3 separate regions of the Mus musculus genome follow, and regions 2 and 3 are each linked to region 1. Evidence: chromatin contacts called from public Hi-C and promoter capture Hi-C data. All regions are on one chromosome and are shown on one strand. Each heading gives the region's core, a stretch centred on a gene start, on an enhancer-like site or on the middle of the called end of the contact. The rest is flanking DNA. Distances are from core to core; before and after follow the strand shown. Region 1 holds the start of Vasn (vasorin). Region 2 holds the start of Rogdi (rogdi homolog). Region 3 overlaps Gm36359 (a long non-coding RNA gene).

Region 1 (3,762 bases), core at 730-3,229:
GCCACCTACTAGATGGTAAGAAGTGACTACAGTCTGACAATGTCATGAGCCTGCCAAGTGCCCTGTGATGATACTGTGAAAGAACAGGGGGGCTGGTGAGATGGCTCAGTGGGTAAGAGCACCCGACTGCTCTTCCGAAGGTCCAGAGTTCAAATCCCAGCAACCACATGGTGGCTCACAACCATCCCGTAACGATATCTGATGCCCTCTTCTGGAGTGTCTGAAGACAGCTACAGTGTACTCACATATAATAAATAAATAAATCTTAAAAAAAAAAAGAAAGAAAGAAAGAACAGGGATAGTGTTGCTGGGGGACAGCAGCTCTTGAACATCTCCGCTATCCCCTCCATTCATGCCATATATCCCATAGATCTGTCACTGCCATCCAGGCTGGGCCAAAAGCATCCCACACTCTCTTCCCTTGTGGGGACCTGGGTGGTACCTGGAGAGCAATGAGAGACTGGACAAGATGGGATATACTGGAAGCTGTGAGTTCTAGGAGGATGGGGCCTCAGAGGCCTCATGGTTCATGGGAAGTGGCTTGGGACAGTCTGACTGGAAGTCACAGAGCACTTGTGTATTCCCTCTGTTTTGCTGGTACTGGATATTGATCTAGGGCCTTATTTATCTCAAGTGCTCTACCACTGAGTTAAACCTTCAGAGTTTTATTTTGAAAAAGGTCTTAAGGAGTTATTCAGGCTGACCTTGAATTTGTGATCCTCCTGCCTCAGTCTTCAGAGCAGCTGGGATGACAGACCTGACTTACAACACTCGGGGCTTGAGGAGCCTGCCATCCAGAAGATTGGTGAATCTGGGGACAGTTGCCACCCAGCCTTCAAAGACGTCCTGTTTAAGACAAGCTCGGAAAACTAATTGTCATGTGAAATCACCCAAATTTTCAATTCTGGAAATGACATCCAACTTTCAAACCTGCCACACAGGCCAAATGAAACACCTGGGGTCAGTCCTGCCCCCAATTGTGGGGGTGTGGATGCCCTGCCTTTACAACACAAGTACCAGCTGAGGCCAGATAAGCCTCCAGATAGTGTGACCCAGACAAGGCCTTCAATACAGACCCGGCGGGAAAGGGATATGATGGTGAAATCCAGGAGCTGAGTTGGGTCCCCAAAGGCCCTGAGGCCTGACTCTAACCACAAACCATGGGGGTGGGGTGGGGTGGAGAGGATGACCATTTTCCTGGAATCCTACAAGGCAGGGGATTTTTTCTGAACCAGCCCCTGGCACAGCACCCTCCTGCTTAATCAAGGGCTGCTGTCAACAAACACCTAGGTCCCTCCTACTGCTGATGACGTCCCCAATCCTGCCTCCCATCCCAGGCATATTCTAGTCTTGAAGCTTTCAGTAACTGAGGGGCTTGAGCTGACATATGCTCCTAGGTCCCAGTCTCTCATTTAGAGCTGGGGAAGGTGACCAGGGATGCTGTCATGGCTACAAAGATCTCAAGTCCAGCATTAAGAGATTTTATATAAGAGGCTCTTGGAACCACTTCATGTGGCCTTTCTAGCTTTTGAAATTGGAATTAGCTAACAACAAAAACACATTGTGAGATTACGCCTAAAAAATCTAGATTTGTATGAAAAATCCTCAGTTTTGGCAGACTGGGTTGGTCATGGGGACTCAGCCATCATCCCTGCTGGCCCCTACAATCTACCTCTGCTTCTCCAGCTCTTTACTGACCCTAATGTCCACTTCTTGAATTTGTGTCACCAGATATTTTTCAGTTAAAAAGCAGGAGCCTGTCCAAATGTCACACAGCAAAAGATAGACTTAAGCCAGCCTAATAAAATCACTCCTCACTGGGATCTGGAGGTATATCTAGGTGCAGACTAGGCCTGCTTAGTGCAATGACCCATTCAGAGGAGGTGGGTGTGTATAGGCTTGGTCAAACCCCGCCTCAGCCAATTGGAGGAAGCCCCGCCCTCGGTACAGACGGTCCCACCCACTCCTACATCTTAAGCAGAGACCAGCCTCTTACGAGTCAACTTCGAGTCTGGAGCCGGAGCCAGAGACCGGGGCTGGGAAACCCCAGCCCGGGACGGGACGCAGCAGCCTCTGGATCCCGGGACCCCGGACCTCTCAGGACCGGCCAGAGGTGAAGGACTGAGGCCCCACTGAGGCCTTGGACCGCACCGCCTGGCTCCTTCAGCCGCAGTCGTCTCCTGGTGAGTGTCTAGGGGCGAGGGTGGGGGCGACAGGCGGAGCTGATCACACTGGAACAGCACACTAGCACATTCTCCAGTGGGACTGCGACTGCCGGAGCGAGGGGCTTATCCCCGCCTCGGGCGGTTACCTGGGCGGGAACGTCCAGTTGCACCCCCCTTCCTGAGTGGGTTCAGGGGCCTCCGTTGACCCTCGGGAGAGCCAGGGCGTGCGTTTGTACATGGCTAACCTACCCGTGAGGCTCTGAGTAGACAAAATAAACACCCCCTCCCTTGCTTCCTCCTCCCACGACTGGGCCCTCTGGCGTGACCAGTTTTATGAATCAACCCTCTTTTAGGGGATGGCCCAGCCGTAGTCTGGTTACTTTTCCCTCACGGGGGTCAGACAGTCTGGTGCCCTTGTGCAGAATGGTTGCTTGGGATCCTCTGGGCCTTGTCACACATGGCAGAAGCCACGAATACACAGGCAAGCCTGGAGAGGACCGGGAATGGGGAGATTGATAGGTGTACCCCCAGGTGAGGGATGAACTTTGGCTAACCATAATCTTTAGTGCTCCAGTATCAGCGCATCTCATCTCTACCAGTAATGGGCTTTGCTTGGGCTGCAGACCCAATGGCCTATAGCCAGTCTAGTCCTTTGTGTTCCCCAGCTTGCAGCTCTGGGGCCAGAGGACTGCTTAGGTTCCTTGTGGTCACAGGCAGGCCAGCTGATTGGTGCCAACCACACTACCTCACCCCCATTCGTTAACGATTACCACACCAGGGTCATTGACTGCTTCTATTGGATCCCAGAAGCAGCCTCTGCAGTAGAAGAAACCCAAGGCTCAGGAGTTCCCTTGCTTGTTTTTTGCATTAATAGTAGGTGATGCTCCAGGAAGAGGCACCAAGAGAGCCTTCTTCCCTATCTGGGTCAAGAGTTCCTAGGGGAGAGGGTCTGGCTAAAAGGTAAAAGGTCCCTTCCCCCTAGGCTGCTGGGAAAGCAGAGATGTGGGTGGGCTGGAGCCTTGTGAGGGGCTACATTGGTATGGGCAGTGAAGGCCAGTATGGACCCAGCTGTTAGCATGAGCTGGAGCAGGCAGGTGGGGGATGGGAGGGTAGTCCCTAGAGTTTACTGTCCTCTCCCAGGGGAATCAGCCCCCGGGGAACTTCTGTAAACAGAGTGTCAGAGGCAGGAAGAGGGCTCTGGTAATGAGCAGCCCAACTGGATTCCCTCCAGACCATTATCTAGCATCTCCCATCCAGAGAGGAAAGGACCTAGGAGCACACATGCCAGCCCAGGGAGGGGGACAGACGCTGCTTGTCCCCAACTTGCCAAGCCTCAGAGTTGCACACCAGAACAGCCACCTGAGATCTGTGGGTAAAGAGGGCACTACGCAGAAGGTTACTGTGGCAGAGTGTTTGGAGACCACTCTCTGGAAGTGGTGGGAGAAGAGAGAGTACAAGAGGCTTCTCAGACACTGTAAGACTTATACTTTCCTGAGCAAGTCCTCTCTGGCAGATAGCCCTGGGGCCAAGAGAGATAGCCAGACATGCATGCAGGCAGGCAGGCAGACAGACAGTCAGGCACATGCTTAGGTACATG
Region 2 (3,762 bases), core at 916-3,415, 370 kb after region 1:
CCCCTGTTAAGTGACATTCAAAGGGACCTTCAGCTGTCCTAACATGGCCAGAGTCGCAAAACTAGGGCTGGTTTCACATCCCTAATGTGGAGCAGACTCTGCCCCCCCCTACCCCCAATTCTGCTATATTTGCTGTGGTCGCAAAGTCCCCACTGCAAGACTTGTCCAGGGAGGCCTTGGCTCGGGCCTGCCTTGGGCCGCCCAGGCTGAGTGCTGGACCTCACCTGCTGCAGCTTCCACTGCTTGTCTTCCCGGAAGGCCAAGTGCAACAACTGGTTGTTCCGAGGCATCTTCAGGTTCACATCCTGTGAGCCAGCAATGCAGTGGGGGGATGGCTGAGGCCCTAGGCGCCTCAGCCAGCCAGGAGGGAGATAAAGAGGAATGTCAAGAAATAGGAACTCAGACCCAGGAAGAACCACAAAGTGGTGGTGGTGGTGGTGGTGGGGGGGGGGGCGAGAGAAGCTGAGAAAGGGGAAGAGCTGGACAGGAGGTAGTGGTGTAGTCTGAACCGTGGGGACGGGCTGTCCCCCAGGGCCTTTGAGGCCTTAGATCAGAGGGTGGTGGCTCATTCAACTTTGATGCGGGGCCAGCCTGCCTAGGCTTCCAAAGTTTGTATTTCACAGGGTCCAGATGCCAGGCTGAACTAAGTGTAATGCCATCAGGTTCTTGTCCTTCCCCTCCTGGGATCTAAAGCCTATCTCATGAGGTAGTGTGAGGGTTGCCTGTGACATTACAGACATACAAGGAAACAGGTCAGAGACAACAAGGGTCAGAGCCAGGGTCACAGAGCTAGCTGGTGGCAGAGCTAAGCCATCACCATCCTTGTCACCAGCTGGACTGTTGGGGGACTCACCGCTTGGCTGAGGGCATCCCCTTGCAGAGTCAGAGTCCCTTTCACCTGGTCTGTGCTGTAACACACACGAGTCAGAGGAGCGCCTGCTACTGCTCCCTCCCCTTGCAGGCTGCCCCACCGTACCCTGGGCATTTCCTCCCCCCAGGTGTACACCCCTTCCAAAGGCTCCTGCCCAACCCAGCTCACCCACAGCTGCCCAGGATGAAGTTCTCCTGCTTGGCAGGGCCCTCGGTGCTGGGGCCTGGGAGAGTGAAGCGGAGAGAGGCCTCCTGTGGAAGACAGCGCAGTCCCAACACCTCACCTCAGTCTGGCCAGTGTTCCATTCCAAGGCCTGGATACTTTGCCAGGTTAGCAGGGGAAGGGACGAGGAGGGCAGGCCTGACCTGGCCCCTCTGCCTCTGCCCTACTAAACCTCCAAGATTTTATGAGCTCAGACCCGTTCATTCCAGTCCTGAGTATATCATGAGCAGCCAGGTGGAACACAGAACAGAGAGGCACAGTGCCTAGAAAGCTGGAGTGCTGTGATATGTGTGGGGAGCAGAGTCCCCGAATCAGACAATCAGTAGTCACAGTAACAGGCTTTGCTAGGTTACTGTCCTAGGCATTCTGTGAGATAGTTTATTTATCTTCACAAACAGACGTGTGAGCCTGGTTAGGGTAAGGGAACAGGCTCAGAAATCCGGGTAACTTGGCTGAGATCACTTCAGAGCTCGGATTATCAGTGTTGTTTTGAGACTGTTTTGTTTGAGACAGTGTTTCACAATGGAGCCTAAGGCTGGCTTCTAACTCATGAACCTCTAGCCTCACTCTTCCGAGTGCTGAAATCACAAGCTTTCACCACTACCCTGCTTGCTCACAGATAAATGTCAGTTTCGAAGATAGTTCACACTCAAGACCTGGTGCCCACTGCTTGTGTAATTACATGCCAGCATGTCTGCGTCTGAACTGTACTCTCAGAAGTGGGTATCTGCACGGGTCACGCTCAGCATCTGCTGTGTGCGATTGGCAGGACCCGGTGGATAGGAAGGATGGCAGGCCGGGCGGGACCAGCGGGAGCGTTACCTTGAGGATGTCCTGCAGCTGTCTCAGCACGGCGTGCACCTCAGCGTGCAGTAACCAGCGAAACTCCTCCTCCTGCGGACAGCGCGGCGTCAAACCCATCCCATCCCCGCCGCCGGTCGGCTGGCCGCCCGCCGCCCCCTGCCCGCCGAGCGCGTCCCACCAGTACTGCCCGCTCCGCGGCGCTCGCAGCCATCGCGGTCGCCATCCTCCTAGCCGCGCACCGTCTCTGAGGTCTGTAGTCAGGAGCTTGGCGCGCAACGCCCGCCCCTTTTTCGCCTCCTCCCGTGACCGATTGGCAAATAGGGCACAAGCTCCGCCCTCAAGCCGGCTACGCCTCAAGCGACTGGCTGTAGCTTCTAGTCCTGGCTGGTGAGTGGCTAGACGGATAGGCCACGCCTCGCCTTCTATCCGCCCGCCTCAATCCCTGTTTTTCAGCAGGGACCCGGGCTTTGGCCACCACTGATTGGTCGGCGGGGCCGTCCATCAAGTTATTCCAGTATTGTCCGGCTAGATGGAGCCCGCCCAGGGTTCCACCGGGAAAGAATCAGGTGAGTTGGCTCCTACCTAGGTCCCCCTAGCATTTGGGTACAATGATACAGTTATGGTACCAAGAAATGTTTTATTTTTTTTTCTTGCAGTAGCTTTGTTAATTGCACAAAATCATGTTTTGTTTTTTTGCCATTTAAACATTATCACACAATCCTATTCTGAAAGACAAATGTTCATTAAAAACAAAGTGAAAATAAAAATTCACAACCGTAATCACCTAGATCTGTCATTTCAAGGAAAAGCGGGAGTAGGGGCTTTCTTACAAGCATTTCCACAGTGTCACATTTTCTCCATAAAAGGAAAGGGTTTCAAAATGAAAGGTGAAATAGCTTAAACAGAAATAGTCATAAAAAGGAACTTTACAGAATTGTCAACAATATTAAGACAACATTGACTAACCGGTTTTCTTACAGCATCTTCCCCACCCCCAGCCCCCAGGACCAAGACAGGCTGTGTCCAGACAGAAACTGTTCAGCATCCCAGTGAATGGACAATTGCACTGAACTCCACAAGCATCCCCTGCCCCGTGCCCATGTCCTGAGATCCTTATCCCAGATGGAAAAGTTAAATCGTGGCTTTGAAAATCCAAACTCATGAGGAGGAAGGCTTCCTCGGGTGATTCCTCTCGTGTGACATTCTAAGCCTCTCTGGTCCCCTCTTCAAGGAGAAATGCTTCAAGTCCCAAAAAACCCAGAACTTGGAACCACTGGCAGAAGTAAGGTTCCTCATCAAAAGCCCAGCCTAGGAAATGCTCATCTAGGAAATGCTTATTATTGGTGTTGATCAGGCTGGGGCTGGGTCAAAAGAGGATGGGACAGAAATATCTCCATGGAAGGAAAAGGGGAAGAGGGACATGCAGGGGACCTGTGTAGAGCAGGCTGAACAGGTAGCCCAGCTCAAGAGCCTGGCGTAATGGAAACAGGAAGGAGCCGCCCATACACTTCACTGCTCCCAAGGCCCTTACGGCCCCTTCCCTTGGGCTGGAATGCAAATCCAAATGAAACCTCCTGGGAGGAACAGGCTCAGGACAGAAGACTGTAGACTCTGCTCCCCCTGAAGAGGGGTCTATGTGGCTATGCTGGTCTCTCTTCAGTTCACAGAGACACTCTGGGAGCTGCGGTGTAATGGTAGTGTCTACAGGAAAATCCTCCTCAGCTGGTGATCCACAGAGCCTCCTCAGGGAATCTGTTGGTTCATGATGGCTGAGGGGCCTCTCCTTTCAGGGGCCCAGTGGGGGCCAGTCTCTGTCCTGGGGAAGTTGAAAGCTTCCAGTGCTCCCTGTCAATTCTAGTCCCTCC
Region 3 (3,762 bases), core at 773-3,272, 370 kb before region 1:
CTTCCAAAGCTGACCCTTGGGCTGGCATTTAGGATTCTCCTGATGAGACTTCAGTCCAGTAAGTCTCTTTGCACCAGGTTGGCTGTCCTAGTTAGGATTTCTATTGTTGCACTGAAACACCATGACTGAAAAAAAAGCCGGGAGGAAGGCGTTTATTTGCCTTACACTTCCACATCACTGTTCATCATCGAAGGAAGTCAGGACAGGAACTCAAGTGACAGGAACCTAGAGGCAGAAGCTGATGCAAAGGATGGAGGGATGTTGCTTACTGCTTTGTTCCTCATGGCTTACTCAAATTGCTTTCTTGTCAAACCCAGGACCACCAGCCCAGGGACAGCACCACCCATAATCACTGTGGTGGTTTGAATGCTTGGACCAGGGAGTGGCACTACTGGGAGGTGTGGCCTTGTTGGAGGAAGTTCATCACTGTAGGGGTGGTGCTCTCTGCAAGCTCTCTGCAGGGTGGAAGAGTGTTCCCCCTTCTGGCTACCTACAGAAGACAGTCTCCTTCTGGCTGCCTTCAGATCAAGATGTAGAACTCTCAGGTCCATGCACCACGCCTGCCTGGACGATGCCACGCTTCCTGCCTTGATAATGGACTGAACCTCTAAACCTGCAAGCCAGTCCCAATGAAATGTTTGCCTATATAAGAGTTGCCTTGATCATGGTGTCTGTTCACAGCAATAAAACCCAAACTAAGTCAATCTTTAATTAAGAAATTACAGGCTTACTACAATGAGATTTTATGAAGACTTTTTTTTTTAAATTGAGGTTCCCTCCTCTGAGATGACTTTAGCTGTGTTAATTTGACATAACACTATCCAGCACAGCTCCAAACATTTATCTCTAGACACATTCCAGGCCTGGGGTACCCTGGCTCTGCTCTTTGCATGGAACAAGACCCTCTGCCTTCCCAGAAAATTCATAAGGCTTTGAATCTTGTTGGGATGGTGGTTCTGGCCTCTTTGGGTCACCTAGGCCTCTGGCTAAAGAGGCCAGCAGCCTTCCTCTGGGATAGCCTTACAGCCATTGCTGGCTCCCCTGCAGGACTGCCTGTCTCCTCAGGGCTCACATGCTGGTATTTAACCTATCCCAACCTCCTTCCCAACCCCATAAAAACATTCTTGGGAGAAGGACCCTCAACTCTTATTTCCTAAATCACTTTAGGTCCTTTGTTCCTCGTTTAAGAAATCCAAAAGGTTCCACCTGTACCCAGCATGTTCTGGGTTGCCTTGCCGACTGTGGATGGACTGGGTCAGACCCCAGCACGCCATAGGATTAGCTTAACCTCTGCCTGGGTGTTGGGCTGTGTGCTCGGACTGTACCATTTCAGTGCTGGAGAACTTGCTTAGCATCAGGAGGCCCTGGGATCTATCCCAAGCACCACAGACTCAGAAGATAAATAATGGCACGGAGCAGCCTGCTCCTTGAGCTGGGGGTAAAGCTCTGGACTGCAGAGTGAGTGGAGGAGACACCTGAGGCCGGAGTTGTATTCAGAAGATGCAGACTAGAGGATGTATTTGCAAATTAGCTTCCATGTACACAGGAGTCGAGAGGCTGCCTTCTTGCTTCCCTTCCTCCCTCCAGTCTTCATTTCCTGCATGTTTTTCTTCCCTTTTTTGGACAGGGTCTCATCCTGTGGCCCAGGCTATTATCAAACTTGAAGGTTCTTCTGTCTCAGCTTCCTCAGGCGAGTACCACAGGCCTCAAGCCTCCATTCCCTCTTCCCCTCTCCTCCCTCCCTCCCCCTCCCTTCCTCCTCCTTCCCTCTCTGTAGTAAAATGAAGGGTCACCTCTATCTGGAAATGAGGGACAGCAGCTGAAGTGGACCTCTTTTGCTGGTCCCACCCTCTGTGTGACAAGCAAGCTGAGTGGCTTTATCACCCTCGGAAAGTCTTCACTGTCCCATCACCAGGGCTGACAGATTCTGTGAGGAGAAACACTTGGTCCATCCAGAGGAGAGGAAGCTCAAGTTGCCATGATTCATCGGCTTCAGAGCCAAGAGTTTTCGACATGATCAGAATTGTCTTTGGGGCCGGCCTGTGCTGGGTATGCGGAGGCCAAGGAGTTACTGGCAGAGAAACAAGAGCAAAATTAGCTAGTGTACTTTCAGTCTCTGGCTGCCTGCCAACATTTCCTTCCAATGTGAGTGTTCTTAGTTTCCTTCTGGAAGTTTTTGTCAGGTTTATTGCAAACGTAAGGGTGGTGAGTAGAGAGAAGCAAAGGGAGAGTTGCTGAGCTGGAAGGGACCCCTTTTAAACCAGCGCCCCAGAGCACCCCAGTGTGTGCGCTTTTCTGTAGAGACACCAGACTCCCTTTGTGCAAAACTGAATCCACGTCAGAGACAGCCATACTTTATGACCCAGCTGGGTCTCAATGCATGAGTGTTTATATGTGTGTTTAATAGGTCGGTGTATGTCCGATACATGTCAAGACCATTGAAAGCCACCAGTGGAAACATACGCAAGACAGATGGATGTCAAATTCACCAGACAATGAACACTCTAATGGATTTCATCAACATCCAATTTTGTAAAACTGTAAACTTTTGAAAACCATGAAATTAAAACAAATGCCTCACAATAGCATAAAAAAGCAACAAATTTGGTTGGGGGAAGAAGCTTCCTAGCAAAAATGATTCAGTAAATTTAAACCTGTATATGTATATGTATATGTATATGTATATGTATATGTATATGTATATGTATATGTATATGTATATAGATAACTTCCTGGATTTTGATGCTTACTCTCAAATCCCTCCCAGCTTTAAGAATTTATTAAATAAGACCTCTTCTTTTCTTTTTTTTATCTTAAATATTTATTTATTTAATGTGTGCAAGTACACTGTAGCTGTCTTCAGACACACCAGAAGAGGGCATCAATCCCATTACAGATGGTTGTGGGCCACATGTGGTTGCTGGGAATTGAATTCAGGAAAAGCAGCCAGTGCTCTTAACCACTGAGCCATCTCTCCAGCCCTCCTATTTTCAGAAAGGGCATTATGGCCCTGATCTACTGGCTGCCAGTTGACATATCTCCAGATGAGAAGAGACAGGGTGCTGCTGCTAGTTTCCAGTTACACAGGGAGGGGTCACCAGGTTGAAAAGTGACCCCTCCCACCGACAGGATACTATTTAAGGAGCAGATGTGGGGATGGGGTTGTGACTCAGTTAGTAGAGTGTCTAGCATGCAAGAAGGCTAGGGTTTGATCTCCAGCACTGCATAAATCAGGCATTGTGTGTGGCCCATGGATGGAGTCCCATCGAGAGGGCAGGAGGTGAAGAACATCCTTGGTTATATAGTAAGTCAGAATAGCTTAGAATGCGGTGAGAGAGGAAGGGAGGGAGAGGGGCGCGTGCAATTCTCCCTGATGGATAAACACATAGCCTCTTCCCCACTGAGCTAGAGCTTCCTGATTTACTCTTTTCTTTCTTCTTTTGCTTTTGCTTTATGAATCAGGGTTTTCTCTGTGTAGCCTTGGCTGTCATGGAACTATGTAGCCAAGCTGGCTTTGAGCTCAGATATCTACCCCACTCTGTCTCCCAAATGCCACCACTGCAAGACCACTCTTTTCTTTTTAAGAAAAGATTTATTTTTAATTATCTATACTACTTGTATAAGGGTATGTACATGTCAGTGCTGGAACCTTTGGCAGCCAGAGGTGTTGAGCATCCCTAGAGTGAGAGTTACAGGCATTACCTTGCGTGGGTCTTGGGAACTGAACTTGGGTCCTCTGGAAGTGAAGTATTCTTTTTTTAA

What was found. Promoter capture Hi-C pulls out the DNA fragments that hold promoters and counts their contacts. Hi-C and Micro-C count contacts between places; a contact is called where the count stands out from the background.
Region 2: a contact with region 1 is called in a Hi-C map of B cells, with 23 read pairs. The contact joins the promoter of Rogdi here to the promoter of Vasn in region 1. A contact is called at or near these places in 4 of 39 promoter capture datasets (the C10 cell line, cranial neural crest, liver and 1 more), 2 of 484 Hi-C or Micro-C datasets (B cells and large pre-B cells) and 1 of 9 other capture datasets (liver).
Region 3: a contact with region 1 is called in a promoter capture Hi-C map of frontonasal cranial neural crest. The contact joins the enhancer-like site here to the promoter of Vasn in region 1. A contact is called at or near these places in 2 of 39 promoter capture datasets (cranial neural crest and frontonasal cranial neural crest).

What each region holds. Positions count from the first base shown.
Region 1 is chr16:4,637,966-4,641,727 of GRCm38.p6, forward strand. Vasn (vasorin) reads left to right here and starts at 1,980. Exons shown (of 2, transcript NM_139307.3): 1 at 1,980-2,183. The region is part of intron 9 of Coro7 (coronin 7); the gene reads right to left.
Region 2 is chr16:5,011,388-5,015,149 of GRCm38.p6, forward strand. It overlaps Rogdi (rogdi homolog), which reads right to left and starts at 2,166. Exons shown (of 11, transcript NM_133185.2): 1 at 2,076-2,166; 2 at 1,916-1,987; 3 at 1,040-1,122; 4 at 854-908; 5 at 225-305. The coding sequence starts at 2,120. Glyr1 (glyoxylate reductase 1 homolog (Arabidopsis)) reads right to left here. Exons shown (of 16, transcript NM_001079814.1): 16 at 2,515-3,762.
Region 3 is chr16:4,272,044-4,275,805 of GRCm38.p6, forward strand. It overlaps Gm36359 (a long non-coding RNA gene), which reads right to left. Exons shown (of 4, transcript XR_875865.2): 2 at 1,794-2,071. Among named protein-coding and RNA genes, the nearest start is that of Gm36359, 10 kb to the right of the region's middle. Within about 2 kb of position 2,023, at least 85 of the 459 cell types and tissues checked have an H3K27ac peak or open chromatin away from gene starts, as enhancers often do.